Regions from separate parts of the Muntiacus reevesi genome. Here region 2 is linked to region 1. Evidence: chromatin contacts called from public Hi-C data. All regions are on one chromosome and are shown on one strand. The core of a region is the stretch at or near the end of the contact, and the rest is flanking DNA. Distances in the headings are between cores, read along the strand shown. Region 1 holds the start of CNOT11 (CCR4-NOT transcription complex subunit 11). Region 2 holds the start of RPL31 (ribosomal protein L31).

What was found. Hi-C and Micro-C count contacts between places; a contact is called where the count stands out from the background.
Region 2: a contact with region 1 is called in a Hi-C map of muscle, with 7 times the contacts expected there. The contact joins the promoter of RPL31 here to the promoter of CNOT11 in region 1. A contact is called at or near these places in 2 of 3 Hi-C or Micro-C datasets (blood and muscle).

What each region holds. Positions count from the first base shown.
Region 1 is chr3:95,371,935-95,375,081 of mMunRee1.1, forward strand. It overlaps CNOT11 (CCR4-NOT transcription complex subunit 11), which reads right to left and starts at 1,487. Exons shown (of 7, transcript XM_065929705.1): 1 at 886-1,487. The coding sequence starts at 1,402.
Region 2 is chr3:95,556,169-95,559,126 of mMunRee1.1, forward strand. It overlaps RPL31 (ribosomal protein L31), which reads right to left and starts at 1,609. Exons shown (of 4, transcript XM_065929712.1): 1 at 1,503-1,609. The coding sequence starts at 1,609.

The DNA.
Region 1 (3,147 bases), core at 237-2,736:
ACCTGTTCTGCCCACTACACTGGTCCCTGTCTAAATCTCCCAGATACTCATCACCATCTATCTCCTCTGTTCCTTTCTCCTCTCCTGGCTTCAGGTCTTCTCCTAAAATCAAGTCTCATAAACCATCTATTGAGCTACAAATAAAAGCAGCATCGCATCAAATCCACCGGTCTCACCAAAGTTGCAGAAAACACACCTTTTACATAATGTCCGGTAGTAGTTTTCTAATCTAGGCGGTGAATTCGAGGCTGCTTTCTATCCTGTGACCCCATCATGCTAACCACAGACACCTAACAGCAAGAAGGTGGTTAGTATAGTCCTTTGTTGTTTAGCTAAGTCGGGTCCCACTCTTTGCGACCCCATGAGCTGTAGCCTGCCAGGCTCTTCTGTCCATGGGATTCTGCAAGCAAGAATACTGGAGTGGGTGGCCATTTCCTTCTCCAGGACATCTTCGTGACCCAGGGGTCCAACCCGTGTCTCCTGCATTGGCAGGCGGGTTCTTTACCACTGAGCCACCGGGGAAGCCCTGAGTAATGTGTATCTTCGCTCAACCACGTCTTCCGGTTCTGACTGACTTCTCATTGACTCCCCTGAGACTTAAAGCCGGGGGCAGATAAAGTGTGTCGTTACTTACAACTTCACACACCTCTGACGGGCTAGACGAGAACGAACCGCATGTGAGGCAGAAAAGCGTCAAGCCCCACGCTAAGCTGCACGGTTTGACGGCTCCTACTGTTGCGGGGGGAGCGGTTAATTTTCGGTGCCAGGAAGCTGCCACTCCTCCGTACTTGGTGGAGGGGGTGGGGAGGGAATTTCAAAAGGAGACGATGCATTTCCCGGGCCGGTGAAGGCCCAGCAGCTCCAGGCGGGCGGTCCCAGACGTACCTGAGAGGGGCGGCCGATCGGGTTCCTGGCCGCCGCGGGCGGGCGGCGCGGGGTTGAGCAAGTGCGCGAAGCTGGCGGCGAAGGGGTTGGCGGCGAGCGGCTCGGTGCGGTACATCTCCCACAGCAGGTAGAGCGCCGTGAGGCGCTGCGCCGCGCTGGGCAGCAGGTCCGGCTGCTGCAGCAGCATCACGAGCACCGAGCCCAGGCGGAAGTGGTCGGCTTTGCTGAAGTAGTGGTGGAAGGCGGTGGATAGGCCCTCGAAGGTGCTGCCGCCGCCCGCCTCCTCCGAGATGATGCTCAGCAGGCTCGAGAGCTCCTTCGGGGTCAGGCTCATCCTGCCCGCGGGGCCCCCCGGGCCTCCGCTCCCCGGCCCGGGGACGCCCGCTCCGCCTCTGCCGCTAGAGCCCGAGCCTCCCGGGCCGCTCCTGGACGCCGACCCCGCTGCTTCCCGGGCTCCCCTTTGCTCCGCGGCGGTGAGCAGCCGGCCAGATGCCGCGCTTGCCCCGCCGCCGGGCATCAACCTCTTTCGCCCGTCCTGCTTCCCGGCCGGAGGGGCCCTGGCGCCGGCTCGCTCCGTCCCTGCGGCCGTAAAGCGCGCTGTGGCACGACAGCGTCGCGAACAAAACAAGCCTGGAACCCAGCCGGCAGTACAAGAGTGCAGCGCGGAGCGAGAGCGAGGCTGCTGGAGCCAGGCCAGCGAGAAGATCCCGAGACGCCGAGCGGGCGGGGCAAAAAGCCGGAAATTGAGGCGGGGCTTGCAAGAGGGGCTGAGCCGCCGGCGGGGCCGGATATCGCCCTGAGGAAGTCTCGCGGAGCCACAGCGCGGCGCTACAGCGCGGCGCTGAGTTATCATCTGCGCATGCGCGAGCGAGAGACGCGCCACCGGGCACTGTGCCCGGGAGAAACCGTCGTCCAGATAAATGTCTGGAAAAAGGCATATTAGAAACTGAAAAGCTCTCTTAATTAACACACATGACTATTCATGGTAGAAGATTTTTAAGTGCAAATAACTACAGACCACGCATTTCTCACAACCGAAATTAATTTTCAATCCTACACTATTTGAAGAAATGGAGTCATACTGCGCACGAGCTATTGTAAGCAGTTGTTTTACAAAATTTCCAGGAAATGTTTTCAGAAAGCAGAAACACCTGCCCAGGCGACTAGGGCTCGTTCCAGGTGGGAACCACCCAAACTCGCTCGGTTCCTCCCTTAGACCTGCAGAACCCAGCAGGGATTCCTGCCAGGGAATTTGGGAATCCCAAGTTTCGGAAATCCCGTGTGAGCTAACTAAATGCTGGCAACTGGAGAATTCTCTAGTTCAGTGCCTCCTTAGTTCTAAAGTAAAATTGAAAGCAGAGAAACTGGTTGGTCATTGAGGATGAATATTCTGAAGACTTTTTGAATTGACTATTAGAGGGACTTCCCTGGTGGTCCAATGGCTAAAACTGTCAGGGGGGCCTGGGTTGGATCCCAGATCAGGGAACTAAGATCATGCCTGATGCAATGAAGAGCAAAGATTCCATGTGCCACAACAGAGGCCTGACGCAGCTAAATTTTTTTTTTAAGTTTAAAAAATTGGTAGCTATCCCTCTAGAAAGGTCCTGACAATTAAGAGCAGCAGACATAACTTGCTAACTTGGGAGACTGATTTAAATTATCTTGAAGGTATTCTTATTTACTACAGTAAATAAACTTTATTGTGTTTGGGAAGTCTGTTTGTTATTGGGGTTTGGTCTTTTTATTTTCGTACTGCAGAGTTGTTTTTTTTTTAATGTTTTTTTATTTTTTTAGGCTGTTCCAGGTCTGGCCAGTTGTGGCATGCTGGATCTTTAGCAGTGGCATGTGAGGTCTAGTTTCCTGACCAGGGATCAAACCCAAGTCACTTGCATTGGGAGCACAGAGTCTTAGCCACTGCACCACTGGGTGAGTCCAGTTTTACTGTTTTGTTTTGTTTTTTTAAGTTGTTTCAAAACATTTGAACATTATGTGCCCCCAAGCCCCAATAAACTAAAATTTTTTTTTCTGTAGGAGCATTTTCAAAATTAGGTTGATGTTAAAAAGAAACCCAGAGGCTCCAGATGGAGTCACTTCTCCTAGGTCACACCACCAACCTAACTAAAACTTCATCCTCCCCCAGAAAGTGTGAATGTTAGTCACTCAGTTGTAGCCAACTCTTTGCGACCTCATGGACTGCAGTCAACCAGGCTCTTCCGTCCATGGAATTCTCCAGGCAAGAATACTGGGAGTGGGTTGCCATTC
Region 2 (2,958 bases), core at 359-2,858, 180 kb after region 1:
AAACTGGAAAGTGTGTGTGTGGGCAGCATGGACACAGAGTTTGGTTCAGGGTTATGTAAAATTTGAAATGCCTATTAAAATACACATGTATACATCTTTAACAGCAGCTGGAAATATGAGGCCCTAAAACTAGTTGCTATTACCAAGCATAGTTAGAGAAGGGTTGAGTTCTGGACTCAATATTAAGAGGATGGGATGTGAGGAGAAACATAGATCAAGGAGGAGCAGCTGCAGAGGCAAGAAAAACACAAGAACGTGGAATCCTAGGGAGCAAAATGAAGAATGAACAAAGAACTGCCAATTGGTGCCCATCAAGAACTAAAAACGACCCATTCATTTAGTACTGTGAAGGTCTTCACTTAGGGCTTTTGTAACAAAAATGCATGAAAAACTCATCCACCTGCGTTGGCTCACAGCCACTCTATTCTAAGGTCTGGTTAACTGTGCGCCTGTAAAACATCAGCCTATGACTTACTCTTCACCCTTTTCTCTGGATGCTTGCCTACCTCCTCCTCCTAAGCTAGGTGGGCAGGATCTTTTGGTTCCCCGTTGAACCCGCAGAGCCCAAGACAGACTTATGTGCTCCCCACATGAATCCACCAGGCCCCACACTGAAAGACTCCACAGACACAATACTCCCTGGCTCACGCATGGTCAACACCTGGCCCAAAGTGTCAGGCCCAGCGGGGTCGCTGCCACATGTAGGTCCCTCACAAAGTCAGCTGTCCAGATATAGGAGACCGACCAAGCCAGTCAAGAAATTTTTGCAGGGCAATGTTTGCTGTTAAAAGAACTCCAAACAGCAGCATTCAAGAAAAGATGCAGTCTCCAGTATCACTGGTCAGCACCATGCGCAGAAAAGGGAAGGCACTACAACCAAGCCTCCAGAGACCAACACCGAGAACCGGGACATTGGCAATCACCCCCAATATTCCTGTGTATCGCCAATCCACAACCTCCAGGTGTCCTCCCAGCAAATAACTCCACCGGCACATCCTTCCGTGGTCTCTACAACGGTTTCACTCCCGGCATTACGACTTTCCCAGTTTCAGTACCCATCTGTGTGGGTCAGGGAACTAAAGAAACTGTATCACAGCGTTCCTGTTCTTGGCAGGTCTGGCTTCAATTAACTAGTGAACCTGACTACAAAGACTCAGACACATCAGCGTTCACTCCCGCACAGCCTTCAGGCCTGCCAGGGTTTTATTCGACGACAAAGCAACGAGTGGAATGGTTTAATCACTACCGCATCTCCCCAAGCTGGCTCTCCCAGAAACCTTACTGTTCTATGTCCCGTTTCTAGGTATCAACCTCTGAGGCATTACCTTTTAAGTCCTATAAACCTTAAACAGGGTCCATGGAAATAGACTTGAGCTTTCGCAGGATTAATGCCTAATTTCTGGCCCACCCGGCCTTCAGGCTAGACAGACTCAGAGACCACCAGACCGTGATTTCGGGAGCCCCCAACGGCAGGGCCAGCGGCAGGCCGCAGGGGTACTCACACTCCATGGATGCGCTTGTGAATGTTGATGGTGTATTCTCTTGTCACCACCTCGTTGATGGCGGACCGGCCCTTCTTCTTCTCGCCGCCCTTCTTTGCGGGAGCCATCTAAACAAACCCAGGCGACAAAGCAGCTCAGGGCGAGTGCGTCAAACCTAAGTCAAGGCCTCCCTCCCGGCCCGGCCTCACGCAGCCGCCCTCGGTACGGTTTCCGGGGACAGAAAGACCGGCCAGGTCCCTGAAGCCCCAGGTCTGGGTAGAGACAAGCCGGCTAGTCCGCGCGGCCCAAGTATCCGTATCCCTTAGGTGCCCCCGCCCCGGAAACCCCTGCAGCTCGGGTTTCCCCAAGCCTGGCCTCTCTCCCTCTCAGGCTCCGGGAGCCCTTAAATGCAGCGTAGATTCCCGTGCGCCGGGGACGCAGGGTCCCAAGTCAGCTCAGGACAGAGCCTGCAGTCCTGGTCAGCACAATCCAGGTAGAGGATGGCACCGGATTCCTGCAGACGAGACTCAGCAGCCATACTCACCCTGCAGGGCCGTGGTTGGAAAGGAAGAGGGCGAGGGATTGTGGGAGAAGGAAAGTAGCCTCGCAAGTACAACTTCCGGGTTACCTGGAGGCGGGGGAAGGAGGAGGCGCTGCTGTGACGCAAGCAGCGCGCGCCGGGGGGTAAAGGCGTGAAGGCCTCTGGGGCGGGGCCTCGGGAGTCGCGCTCTCCCTCGCAGTTTCCTGTCGCCGGTCCGCGCCTCCCGCGCGGGAGCGAGGGTGGGAGGGGCTTGCGGTTCACGTTTAAGTCTTCAGAGAAAACGGGATCCTGGTCCCCAGGTGGAGGGGGGCAGGGTAGGGAGAGAAGACGCTCTTCTGTTTTCCCACTCGCTCAGTGATTCGGCCAGCCTTGCCTGAACTTGTGTGCCTGGTGAGCAGCTTGGAGATGAGCTACGCGGCTGCCGACCTGGAGGAAGCCGGGAGCCTTTTCTGGCGGCAGCGATCAGCTAGCTGCAGAGGTGCAGAGGGGCCTAGGCTAGGGGCGACGAGGGAGGCAGAGCAGAGGTTTACACAAGAAGCGTTTCGAAGTTAAAAGCGCCAGTTTGTAACTGACTATATGAAATGTCAATTTAGGAGACAGTAGTTGATTAAATCACCTTAAAAATAGTAAAATACTATGTGCAGTCTATTATATTGGAGAAATCTATATGATTTCGTGACCTTAAATATGTTTTTAGCTCTGTCACAACAAAATGACCCAATAACAGCAATGGAAGCAGCGCTTTTATCCAACACCTGGTGTAAAATAGGTGCCTTGAAAATGAAAAGGGAGGAACCTGAAGCCAGGAGGTTGATAGACTTCATGAGTTGACAGACTTCATGGCCAAGTCCCGGGTCCCCATGCCAAACCCACAGGTTTAGAACTCTGGACCTTCCGTCTGCTGATCAGAAACTGCATTCTCTTTTGGAGGGACAA